Linked DNA regions of Xenopus laevis: region 1 is linked to region 2. The links are chromatin contacts, called in public Hi-C maps. All regions are on one chromosome and are shown on one strand. Each heading gives the region's core, a stretch centred on a gene start, on an enhancer-like site or on the middle of the called end of the contact. The rest is flanking DNA. Distances are from core to core; before and after follow the strand shown.

Region 1 (6,339 bases), core at 2,987-5,486, 170 kb before region 2:
TGTTCTTTTGTGTGGGATTGACTCTATATGTTCAAAAAGCATTGCTATTTATGCAGAAATACACGTTGGTTAAACTGCATTTTTCTGTTTGATTAGAACTCACAATAGACATACAAACACAAACACGCCACTTTACTTACAGATTTCCAGGTACCAACATTTTTTTCTACAAACGTGAAGATCTTGTCACAATATGCCAGAGGCAGACAGTCAAGCACATCTCCCAGGAGCACAAATGGGGTGGTTGCAGTGCAAATACCTTATGAAACCATATATTGTTAGATACTGGGCAACATCCTCAAAACAAAAGAAAGTATATCAAAGAGAAAGAATACCAAATAAATAATTATTTTTTATTTCCCTTAATTCAGGTGCTAAATAGTTTACAATGTACACAACATTCCCTCTGCGTATCTATATTATAAAAAGGCAATCTTTGCAATATCTGCATCATTCTTATGCCCACAGGCAGAATTCTTAACGGGGAAACCACAAACCAAGGCAAGCCCAATGGATGGGAAAGGGGTGTGTAATGGAGAAGATAAACTGAATGAAATTTTCATCCATTCACCTCTGTGGTTTAATTATTTTCTTTATGAAATTTGATGGCAGATAAAGGTGAATAAAAATCTCACATAAAAGGTTGTATTTTTGGAGAGCCCACTCCATTTTGGTTGCACCCAGGTATAAACTATGTCTCTCTATTCAGATTTTTTTTTCTACTGAGGAAGAAGCTGCTGCTTTAGAATGTTGTGCACCCCATGCATACAGGCTCCCCATTGCAGCAATGATTATTCTTAGCTATCAACAAGGCAAGTTGTTATGACATATGCAAGAAATTACCAACTCAAAACATGGTAGTCAAAGCTTTGAGGCGACTGCTGTATGCAAAAAGTAGCAAAATACTGCTGTATGCATCTCACATCCGCAGAATTCTTTCTAAGAGACAATTCCTTTTGTTTCTTCTCTGTGATCAGTGTGCCATAAGCACATTTAAACAAAAATCTAATAGATATTCTAAAATCTTAAAGAAGATGTTGGGCACTATATATTTTATCATCCTAATATGTTACATTTCTCCTAGATCAAATACATACCATCTGTAACCCCATTTATGGCCAGTGAAATAATAGCAAGACAGTTGTTACACGACACTTGGTTTATCTGCAGACACAAATATAAAGGGAGGCAACGTAAGTTAACACAAACAAAACCTAAATATAACACTAACATGTTAAAAGGTCAATAACATTAAAAAAAAAACAAAAAAACGAAAGAGCTTTATATACCTATAAATACACTGTATGGTTACCCTATCCTAAACAAGTGTATTTCCTTTTGATGCTTTATTACAATTTATAAAACATCACTGTTGCAGAGAGTATTGTATTTGCACCTTATGAAAAGCCAAATATGGTCTATTAATATATACAAGTACTTATGTGGCGTTACTAGACCTTCAGATTACTATGTCAGGCCAGATTAAACACAGTGGGGCCCATTCATTAAGTTCGAGTGAAGGAATAGAAGAAAAAAAACTTCGAATTTCAAAGTGTTTTTTTGGCTACTTCGACCATCGAATGGGCTACTTCGACCTTCGACTCGAACGATTCGAACTAAAAATCATTCGACCATTCGATAGTCAAAGTACTGTCTCTTTAAGAAAAAACTTCGACCCCCTAGTTCGCCACCTAAAAGCTACCAAACTCAATGTTAGCCTATGGGGAAGGTCCCCATAGGCTTGCCTAACTTTTTTTGGTCAAAGGATAATCCTTCGATCGTTGTATTAAAATCCTTTGAATCGTTCCTTCGATCAAAGTATTTGCGCAAAATCTTTCGACTTCGATATTCGAAGTTGAAGGATTTTCATTCCCCAGTCGAATATCGAGGGTAAATTAACCCTCGATATATCTGCCCCAGTGTGTTAATGACAAAACCCCACGAGTCTTATTAAAAGTCAATTTTCACGTTTATGGAAATGCTCTACACAGATATATGAGTAAGTACTGCCAACAGTGATGAACCCAAATGTTCACACCTGCCATGAGTACTAAGATTTATTTTATTTATGATAGGAAATGGTTCTTGATTTTTTTGTAGCTGGGTTATGTATTCTCAGAGAAAAAAAAACAAAAAAAATAATATATATATAATTTTTTTTTTTAATATTTTAATACTTTTTCAAATTACCGGTGTGCTTTACAATATGCTGCATTTGCAGTGGATTGAAGGTCAAAAAAATACTACTTTTTATGGTATAGTTGACTTACAATTTCCTCCTCTAGAACAACTCTAAATACTTGATCGAGTGCCAGCTTCTTCTCATTTTCACTGAAAAACAAACATTAGTCCAAGTCAAATAAGGAAACACAAGGCCTAGTTCACAGGCTATTCTTTCATTTATAAATGTACCTTCCAGGCAGCTGGCTAAATATGTTCAGCAAAGGTTTGAGGTTCTTGCACCCTACTGCTTCTCTGGTGGCAGCCTAAGAAAAAAGGAAACTTAAAAATGAGCTGAAATGTATGTATTTATTGATCACAACTGTAACACTATGACATTAGCACATCAACTGGAGAAATGTTCACGAATAATGGGATGGTACAATCTATAAAGAAAAGAAAGCTTCAAATGGACCCTGTCATTGCATACTTTTTAATAATCCAATTTAATATTTATGTTCTGTCACCTTAGAACAGGGGTGCCCAGGACGTCGATCGCAGTCTACCAGTAGATCCCGGGTTTGTTCCTGGTAGACCGCGACCTGCCAGGAGTTAAAATGGCGCTTCCTGATGGTGACGGCATAAGTTGCAACATGAGACTCCTGGTGCGCCTCCTGTCTCCAGGCCGATACGAACTGTTCCACAAGCCCCGCAGTGCGGCATTGGAGAGGGAAAGGAGGAAGGCTGAGCTCTCCCTAATGAAAGGTAGGGACTGGCTATGCCTCCACCTCCTCCTACTACTGTTCATCCTTCTCCTGTGTCTCCCCACCTCATTGGAAACCTGATAGAATACTTATCTGACACCTTCTTCTCTTTCCCTGCATGGACCCTTAGAACTTGCGCCCCCTGCTGGTATTACCAGAATGCAACTGGGAATTCCCTAGTTCACCTGGCTGGGAACAGTAGCTTGTGCTCAACCTGCATTATGGTATCACTTCATAATGTCCTCCTAGAATTCTTACTGCATGATATCTTGGTTTCCTAATGTATAGAGTTTAGTGTACCTGAAACAAATACATTGTGTATGTATATGTATAAAGCCTTTTCATTGGTTTTGTTACATCTCCAAAGAAAAAATAAATAGTTGCGTCTAAAAATAAATAGTAGCATGTAAAGAAAAAGTTGCCCGCCCATAGAATTCAATGTATAAATAGTTGCGTGTAAAAAAAAAAAAAAGTCGTCGCCATCCTGCTATGAGTTAAGGTAGATCTCATGATGGCATCAGGTGGCAAGAGTAAGTCGCGAGGTGACAAAGTCTGGGCACCCCTGCCTTAGACAATAAGCCTGTACAATTGGAAATGTTTATTCACTGCCGAGCATACTCTACGGATGTGATTTTATATATATATATATATATATATATATATATATATATATAAAAATTGTCCTGTAAGTACCCACACTCTTCCTCCAATAATCGAGTGGGTGCTGTGATCAATTAGAATGTATAACCTTCAATACGGACCAGCACTCCAAAGTTATGTGAATCAAACAATTTTATTAAGACATCACTCTTGTATTCAAAGTTTTGGCCCTTATTGGGGTCTTTATCAAGGATGATGATCCTTGATAAAGGCCCCAGTGAGGGCCGAAACGTTGGTTACACGAGTGATGTCGTAATATAAATTTAAGGATATAGAGAGAGAGAGAGAGAGAGAGAGAGAGAGAGAGAAAGAAAGAGAGCTCTATCCTTGACTGAGTGTAAAGTGATATCGAATAAAATGCCACTTAATTGTTTCATTATAAATTGCTGCCAGATTAAGATTATTAGTATCTGTCTGTACAGCTGCGGCCAAATTACAACATTACACTAATGTAGATCAGGTAAAGCGCTGCAGGGCGCAGACTCCAGTCTCAGGAAAAAAGAGAGAGTGTGTGTACAGACAACAGAAACATACACAGCAGCCGTACACACATTTGTATAAGTATAAAATTACAGCTCACCGTGAATTTATTTTTTGCTTCAGTCGAGCAAAACGACAACGGCGACATATTGCTCCCTTTCTCACAACCACCGTCGATGTATGATGACGCCATAGCATCAAATCGTCTCCGCTCACGAGCTTCCGGTTGACGTTCGGAGCGCTCCTCTTGGTTTAGAATCCCGACTCTATGGTTGTGGCGGACTTATATGTAATGATCATTTTGAACGCAAAGTTCTGGTGACCTGAGAAAGGCGTGGCGATGTACTTTTTAACTTCAAAGCAGTGTCCCACACAGAACCGAATTTTGCCTCCCTAGTCCCGAACTTTGGCAACTAGACATTTGTATTTAAAAATCTATTGAAGCTGTTTGTCGACAGGGACGCCGGGCCCCTATAGCTGCTGGAGTCTCTTGTATTTCCCTAGTTGCCCTGTTTAGTTCAGGAAGTAACACAAAGCAGCGATATTTTGAGATTAAAACAATGACGAGAAGGTATGTTCTGTACAAGTTCTAGTCTTGTCACTCGTGTTAAAGTGATACACTGCCCCTACCTGTCGCTAAATACATGCACAATCTTATTGGCAAAGTGGATTTATGAGGGATTTATAAAAGTTGTCCAGGCTCATTTTCAGCTCCAATATGACTGTTTATTTAATTGTCCCTTGTTCTCCGATGAAATGTTATTAGTCAAACCCTTAGGCCTTAGAACATGCTATTACCTTAGTAGCCCCTGCTATTTACCATTTCAACATTAATATAAAAGTCATGCAGACAGAGCTATTTGTCTGGTACCATCTCTCCCTACTATACCTGCTATCCCACAGTCACACTCCCTTCCCAGAGACTATTATCCCACTGTTACTATAGGCACCATCTCTCCCTACTATACCTGCTATTCCACAGTCACAGTCCCTTCCCAGAGACTATTATCCCACTGTTACTATAGGCACCATCTCTCCCTACTATACCTGCTATTCCACAGTCACAGTCCCTTCCCAGAGACTATTATCCCACTGTTACTATAGGCACCATCTCTCCCTACTATACCTGCTATCCCACAGTCACACTCCCTTCCCAGAGACTATTATCCCACTGTTACTATAAGCATCATTTCTCCCTACTATACCTGCTATTCCACAGCCACAGTCCCTTCTTAGAGACTATTATCCCACTGTTACTATAGGCACCATCTCTCCCTACTATACCTGCTATCCTACAGCCACAGTCCCTTCCCAGAGACTATTATCCCACTGTTACTATAGGTACCATTTCTTCATACTATACCTGCTATCCCACAGCCACAGTCCCTTCCCAGAGACTATTATCCCACTGCTACTCTAGGCACCATCTCTCCCTACTATACCTGCTATACCACGGAACGGATTTTGTCAAGTTACTTAGAGTTACATTGTTTCAGGAGTCAGAACCAGCAGTTCAGAGAACAGAATGAGAATGAGGAATGCATGGTTTTTATTGGGAAGTTTCTTAAAGTAGGTGTTTCAGGAGTCAGAGCCAACGGTTCAGAGGACAGAAAGGGACAGACAGATGCTGACAGACAAAAGCAATGACATTTACACATGTCTATAAACCCAGTGAGAATGGGGAATGAATGGATATTGGGAAGTTGCTTAGTGTTATATTGTTTCAGGAGTTAGAACCAGCAGTTTAGAGAACTCATCTGCTAGCTAAATGTTACTATCCCTTTATGATAGGGATATCCTTTTGCCATTTCACCCTAGTCTTTTCTAAGGGTGCTGGGCTCTATGTGGCCAGTATAATTTACAGCCAGGACAGAGGTTTGTTCAATTCTTGTCTATGCCAATATACCTCAAGTGTTGTTTCCACTAAATCAGGGGTGTCCAAACTTTTTCCCACGAGGGCCAGATTTGGTGAGGTGAAAATGTGTGGGGGCCGACCATTCAGCCTGACATTCTTTGAGCCATTAACATCATTTAACTCATTTAAACAAGGAATCGTGTAGCCGTAGCAGTAATATTTGGGCACATTAGTGAAATGATCTGCCACTTGGTCTATACTGCTGCCTGTGTGCTGAAGGTGTTAGTATGTGCTATTGCCAACACCTTCAGCACACATGCAGCAGTATAGACCAAGTGGTAGATCATTTCACTAATTCCTGATTGCACTGCGCTGGTGGGCAGCATTATTATTAATTTCCAGACAGGCTGCGGGCCGGTG
Region 2 (6,606 bases), core at 2,646-5,145:
AGGTTGGGTGTTGATAAATGCATGGTTTTGCACTCAACATAAATGCGAGTTATACACTGTTACATAGTTACATAGTTAAGTTCGATTGAAAGAAGACCAAAGTCCATTGAGTTCAACCCGTCCAAATGAAAACCAGCACCTACACTCACACAAACTATACATACCAATAGCTATACTAATTGGCTTGGATGATTTCTTGAACAAACATAATATCCAAGGATATTAGGATACTAAAATCTACACTCTTAAAGACATTAACAGAATCAGCCATCACAACATCACCCGGCAGTGCATTCCACAACCTCACTGTCCTGACTGTGAATAACCCCCTATGTTGCTTCAAATACAAGTTATTTCCCTCTAGTCTGAAGGGCTAGACTCTGGTACGGTGATCCTCTTTATGGGTAAAAAGGTCCCCTGCCATTTGTCTATAATGCCCTCTAATGTACTTGTAAAGTGTAATCATGTCCCCCCGCAAGCGCCTTTTTTTCTTATTTGTGAAAGATGTTTATTTTTTCTAGATAAGCTGTGTAACTGTAGGCAGTGTCACACAGTGTCACCTAAAGCAAATAAAGTTCTGTCTTGCATAAATGGGCATTAACTCAATGGATTAAAACATAATTTTGCCACTTTATAAGTCCCTGGTAAGGCCTCACCTGGAGTATGCAGTGCAGTTTTGGGATCTAGTCCTTAAAGGAGAATGTGCTGTCCCAGCTTGTTTTGTTGTGTATGTTTAATGCTTAGATGCTTACCCATTATTATGCTGCCATCTAGTGGCCAAAGCAATACGGCTGCCGGCAGGCTCTGAATTTCCTTGTTTGTAAAAACCTCCTCCTATTCCTTCCTGATGTGTGATGCCAGTTCCTCCCAGCATCCTTTTATGTTCCTGAGGTTAGGACAAGGAATATTATTTCTGACCTGCAGCACTTATACATCCACTGCTACATTTGTCCATGCAGCCCACATAAAGCAGCTTTGTGGATTCCAAGTGTGGTGAGTTCAGCTATCTGGCAAAGACTGCCCTCAGTGCTTGTAACAGCTCCACACAGGTCCAGCAGGGAGGTCTCACGGGGAAATGAGCCATTATCACAGCAATTAGAATCAGAATAGAGAACTAAACCACCTGTACCTAAAACCCCCTTAATTGCCTGGCATTGCCCCTCATCCCCTCTCCCTCCCTGCACTGTGTATTAGTGAAAAAAAATACCTTAAAAAAATCTGACCCTAAATTGCAGAGCAGCGCAGCGGAGCTGCAGGGCACCATCTTCTACCGCTTCATATTCTTTCGGAACTCAATGTTGACACAAAGCCTGCAGGAGCATGTTCAGTTGGGCCAATCAGGACTGGATTTGTGGAGTGGGCCTAGGGCGGCAGAATTTTAGGGGGCAGCATGCTGCCCAACCACACCCACATTGGTTCAGAAACACTGAGGATGCGCAGGAGATACAATCGTTTTTTTTAAATCTCCCATGCGCCGATCTCTATTGCTCCTGTCCCAATGATTAAAATTTGAGCAAATAAAAGGCAGGGCACAGGGTGACGAACAACAGCAGGCCTAGGGGTGCCCACTACCAGGCCCGGATTTGTGGAAAGGCCACCTAGGCCCGGGCCTAGGGCGGCAGGATTTTAGGGGGGCGGCATGCTGCCCAACCACACCCACATTTGTTCAAAAACACTGGGGATGCGCTGGAGATACCATAATTTAATACATTTCCCGTGTGCCAATCCCCATTGCTCCTGTCCCCCTAGAGGGGACAGGGGTGATGACCGGTAGTGGGCCTAGGGGCGCCCACTATGTAAATCCGGCCCTGCCCACTACGTAAATCCGGCCCTGGAAAGAATACAAAGTGGTGGAAAATGGCGCCCTCTAGCGCTGATGCGCTGCTCTGCATTTTAGAGTCAGATTTTTTTTTTAATAATGCACAGTGGGTGAGGGGGACAATGCCAGGCAGTTAGGAGGGAATTTTTTGGTACGGGGGGGGGGTTTAGTTCTCCTTTAAGAAGGCTATTAATGAGCGTAAGAGAGTGCAGAGACGTGCAACTAAACCGGTAAAGGGGATGGAAGACTGACATTACAAGGGGAGTTTGGGGTTTTCTCTGGAAAAAAAGACACTTGTGAGGAGACATAATTACTCTTTACAACTACATTACTACGTTATTAGGGTTGCGACCTTTTCTGGAAAAAATATACCAGCCTCCCTATATAACATTGGGATCAACCCTCATTTTTACAGGCCAGACAGCTAGCGGCCAGACAGCTAGCGGTGGATCTTTTTGAACTTGAATTATTTTCAACCCAACGTAGGTAACTAGGTAACTGCATACTTAAGACAGAATGCATGAATTGGAACAATAATGTGAGTGTGGTCTACACCATACTCGGTACCCTTTAGCGCCACTTTCATGAACTGTGACATTCACACCGATTGGCCTAATTATCTTACAATGTCCTAGGACACCTTTCCCACCCTGGCAGGCGTAGTTGTGAAAAAGATTAGGTCAGGCAGAGACTGTCCATTGCTTTTTTTCCTACTATAAACACAACCCTCATCCACTGAAAATGCAAGGAAAGTCACCCAAATGTTACTGCAACACTCAAAATTTACAGCATTTGGGGTGTTATTAGGGCAATTGAAGTAACCAGGCATGACCAGAGCGTGCATTCGATGGGATGTTGACCACTCTATGGTGGTCAAGATGGTGACCTCTAGTTGTTTTTATGCTTACAGGATTTATACTGTAGAAGATGAAGTTGACCATGTGGCCAGTGGCATAACCACATGTTGCTGGGCCCCACAGCAAATTAATTTTAGGGCTCTCAACATGTCTTTTTAGCAACATATGTTGAAATTGCTCCTGGGCCCCCCTGGAATGTGGAGTGTGTATATATATATATATATATATATATATATATATATATATATATATATATATAAAATACACAAAATCCATGAATATCTTGTAAATTATATCCTTATAAACGGTGAGAGTTCTGATGTCATCAGTTATAAACGGTGAATTCTGTTGTCATTTCTGTCACATGACTCACTGAAATTTGTGTATTATAATAAATAAAGTATCCCCAAAACAAAATATGAGGGTATTGGAAGTTAGCTCGGAGTTCCATGACCTGTATAAAAACACTCGGCCTTCGGACTCGAGTTTTTATATGGTCATGAAACTCCTTGGTAACTTATATCCTTATAATTTACAAGAGGGGGTACTTTATTCACTATATATATATTTATATATTTATTTATTGGTAAGTTCAAGGGAACCGTGGGAAACTGTGTGAAGGGGAACTAAATAAATCTCCTGCAGTGTCAATTAGCAGCTGGATAGGTACATAAATAGAATTATACACTATATAATACACAAAAGCCATGAATATCTTGTAAATTATATCCTTATAAACGGTGAGTTCTGATGTCATCAGTTATAAACGGTGAGTAGTGATGTCATTTCTGTCACATAACTCACTAAAACTTGTGTGTTATAATAAATAAAGTACCCCCAGTTGCAAAATATGAGGATATTAGAAGTTACCTCGGAGTTCCATGACCTGTATAAAAACACGCAGCCTTCGGCCTCGTGTTTTTATATGGTCATGAAACTCCTCGGTAACTTATAATATCCTTATATTTTACAAGAGGGGGTACTTTATTCACCATATATGTTTTTTTCCAATTCAAGGAAAGCAACAACAAAAAAGATTAAAACTCACTAAGTGAACTCCCTGTAAATACAGACTTTCATCTGGTTTGTTTTGCATGAATTTCAAAAAATGTGAAAATTAAAATTGAAAAAAATCTATATTTTTAATCTCGTTTTTTTGTGGCGATGTCTCAGGTCATGTGACATTCCCGCCCCTCTCGCAAAATCCCGCCAAAAAGTGGAAAGAGCAGAGGGACAGGAGACGGTAACAGCAGCACCGAACTACTAACATGCCAGTGATTTCCGAGTCCACCGCCGCCTCAAGCTGCCCGGAGCAGGTACGTACAGTGCGTACAGGAGTGAACTGCAGCGGGACACGGCCAGTGTTATGAGTTTGCTAGTGAGGCACGGAACTTATATGTAGCAGCAATGTTCCAGCGGGAGAGGAGGGCTTTGTGTGCTGCGCTTGTGCTAAACGAATGTCTCTGTTTAGGGAGCAGGGAAGGCGGAGAATCGGGACGAGTTGCAGTACTTGGATCAAATCAAATATATTCTAGAGCACGGGCACCGCAAGGAAGATCGCACCGGTACCGGGACCGTCTCTGTGTTCGGCATGCAAGCCCGCTACAGCCTGCGAGGTATGTCCTCCGGTGAAATAAACATTACCGGAATTATAAGGCAGAGGCATTGCGTTCCCTTATTTATTATTTGACTCGGTCACTATAGATTGTTATTGGATCCATTCTTCTTTCTCTGTCCTAATAGACCGCGCTGAGCTCTGATTGGGCAACCAAGCTCACTTCTCATTGGTGCGCGCCAGAATTCAATCCCGGGATAGGCTGTAGCTGGAGAGCTGTCACATTACTGTGAGGGGAGTGTTCGAAATCCGTCAAGTGACTGGGTCCCACGTACCCACACCCCTATATGTTCTACAGTCTGCACCCAGAATACTTAGCGCCCCAGCATAAATTTCCTTCTTTTCTTCTGGATCAAGGCTGGGCCCTCCTGTACCTGGGTCACTTGGTGTAAAGAAGACTTTTCTACTCAGACAGCTGCTGTACATTAGTCTCATTGTTCTGAGCAGCTTAGTAACTTGCTCCAAGTGAAATTCACTGCCTATATGGGATTGCATTCCGATATCACAAAGTGTCACACGTTGTAGACTGTTTATTGGGACGTGCAATAAAAGGCATTCTTACTGGTATGAGCAGGGCCACCATTAGAAATCACAGGGCTATACCACAAAATTTTTGGGGTTCCAGCCCCCAAGCCCCACAACATAGACATCAGCGCTAAGAAACGGTAAACCCTCCCTCATACAAGCTATAGAAAGCCCCCTAAAAGTTAAACAAAAAAAAATTGGCACCAGAGCACCCATAAATTGTTTTTAAAAATCATTGGTGGTCAGGGCCCCCGATGGATAAAAAAAAAAAAATGTTGGGCCCCCATAAAAGTATCTTTTGAAAAGAAAACAAAACAAAACATTGGCGTCAGGGGCCCCCTGACAAGTTAAAAAGAAACCAGGCCCCAGAGAATATTTTTTTAAAAAACATTGGTGGCAGGGGCCTATAGAGTATTAAAATAATACATTGGTGGCCAGGGGTTTAATAAAATAATATTCATGAAACAACGATGCAGGGGATACAGGTATATATGGCCCTGGCCTAGCCACTCGCCAGTAGTGGATTCAAGGAAAAAATTGCCAATACCTGTGCTTGCTTTCAAAAGGGGTGCTCCCACATTTATTCAAGGTGCTTCCAGACACTTTACAATTGATCAAACGTTTCGGGACCGCATGGCCCTTCCTCAGTGATACCCAACCATAGAGCATGTGCATATTTATAGACATTTAAACAGCGACCTCTTGTGGTGGTCGATACAAAATACTTTAAAATTATTTAAATAGTAGTGCAACAATGTTAAAAGCATAACAAAAGTATCAATATCAATTTCACAACCTGTTTAACAATGTGACTATCTTTATAAATATCATACAAATTGATTAAAATTACTAAAACCCTCCTTCAATCATGTGGACGTGAGTTATTATTCTCTATTTTACCAGTGGTAACATTAACAAATTATTAATCAACCTGAGTGATATGATCATGCTTACAAAAACACTATTTACACTTTACAATATCATAGTTTCAAAAATATACTGATGCTTGTTACTCACTGACTAAAGTACAATTAGCCTGGAAGATGCATATATCTCACTTCTTATTGTAGATGTTCCTTATTTTAAGGCTGTAAGGAAAATATAGACAAATTAATAATGGCACTGACAGATTAACACCACTAGCACCCTGTTATAGGCTTAAAGAAAACAGTTAAGACCCCAACTCTCGTTCAGCCCCTTGGGGGCTAGGGTCCCCAGCTTCCATATCCAAAAACATTCCCGCTGTAATAGTTTTTTCTCCGAATTAATATGTCTGGGGCTAACTTCTTCTAACACTTGCCACCTCAATTGCGAAACATTATGTCTATGGTCAATTATTTAAATAATTTTAAAGTATTTTGTATCGACCACCACAAGAGGTCGCTGTTTAAATGTCTATAAATATGCACATGCTCTATGGTTGGGTATCACTGAGGAAGGGCCATGCGGTCCCGAAACGTTTGATCAATTGTAAAGTGTCTGGAAGCACCTTGAATAAATGTGGGAGCACCCCTTTTGAAAGCAAGCACAGGTATTGGCAATTTTTTCCTTGAGTTTAATAAAATAACACACATTGGTGTCCAGTAGAACTGAATGCGTGGCTTCTGGACTTGTCTCCTTTCATTACTTCGGGTCTTTTCGCGGCTTCAGAACTTTGGCAGTTCGGGACTTTGGTGGTTCGGAGGTTTGGGACTACCGCTACAGCAGATGCGGCTCGGCAGTCAAGGGGGGGCCTGGCTATTTCAAAAGCTGCAGCACAGCCCTTTAGGCCTGGGCCCAGTACCCCCTGA

Evidence for each region. Hi-C and Micro-C count contacts between places; a contact is called where the count stands out from the background.
Region 1: a Hi-C map of the XL177 cell line shows a contact between it and region 2, with 5 times the contacts expected there. The contact joins the promoter of thoc1.L here to the promoter of tyms.L in region 2. A contact is called at or near these places in 2 of 4 Hi-C or Micro-C datasets (the XL177 cell line and the XTC cell line).

The regions. Positions count from the first base shown.
Region 1 is chr6L:115,217,603-115,223,941 of Xenopus_laevis_v10.1, reverse strand. It overlaps thoc1.L (THO complex 1 protein L homeolog), which reads right to left and starts at 4,236. Exons shown (of 21, transcript NM_001089021.1): 1 at 4,165-4,236; 2 at 2,413-2,486; 3 at 2,271-2,331; 4 at 1,098-1,164; 5 at 141-259. The coding sequence starts at 4,212.
Region 2 is chr6L:115,050,553-115,057,158 of Xenopus_laevis_v10.1, reverse strand. It overlaps tyms.L (thymidylate synthetase L homeolog), which reads left to right and starts at 3,895. Exons shown (of 8, transcript NM_001103189.1): 1 at 3,895-3,992; 2 at 4,148-4,292. The coding sequence starts at 3,945.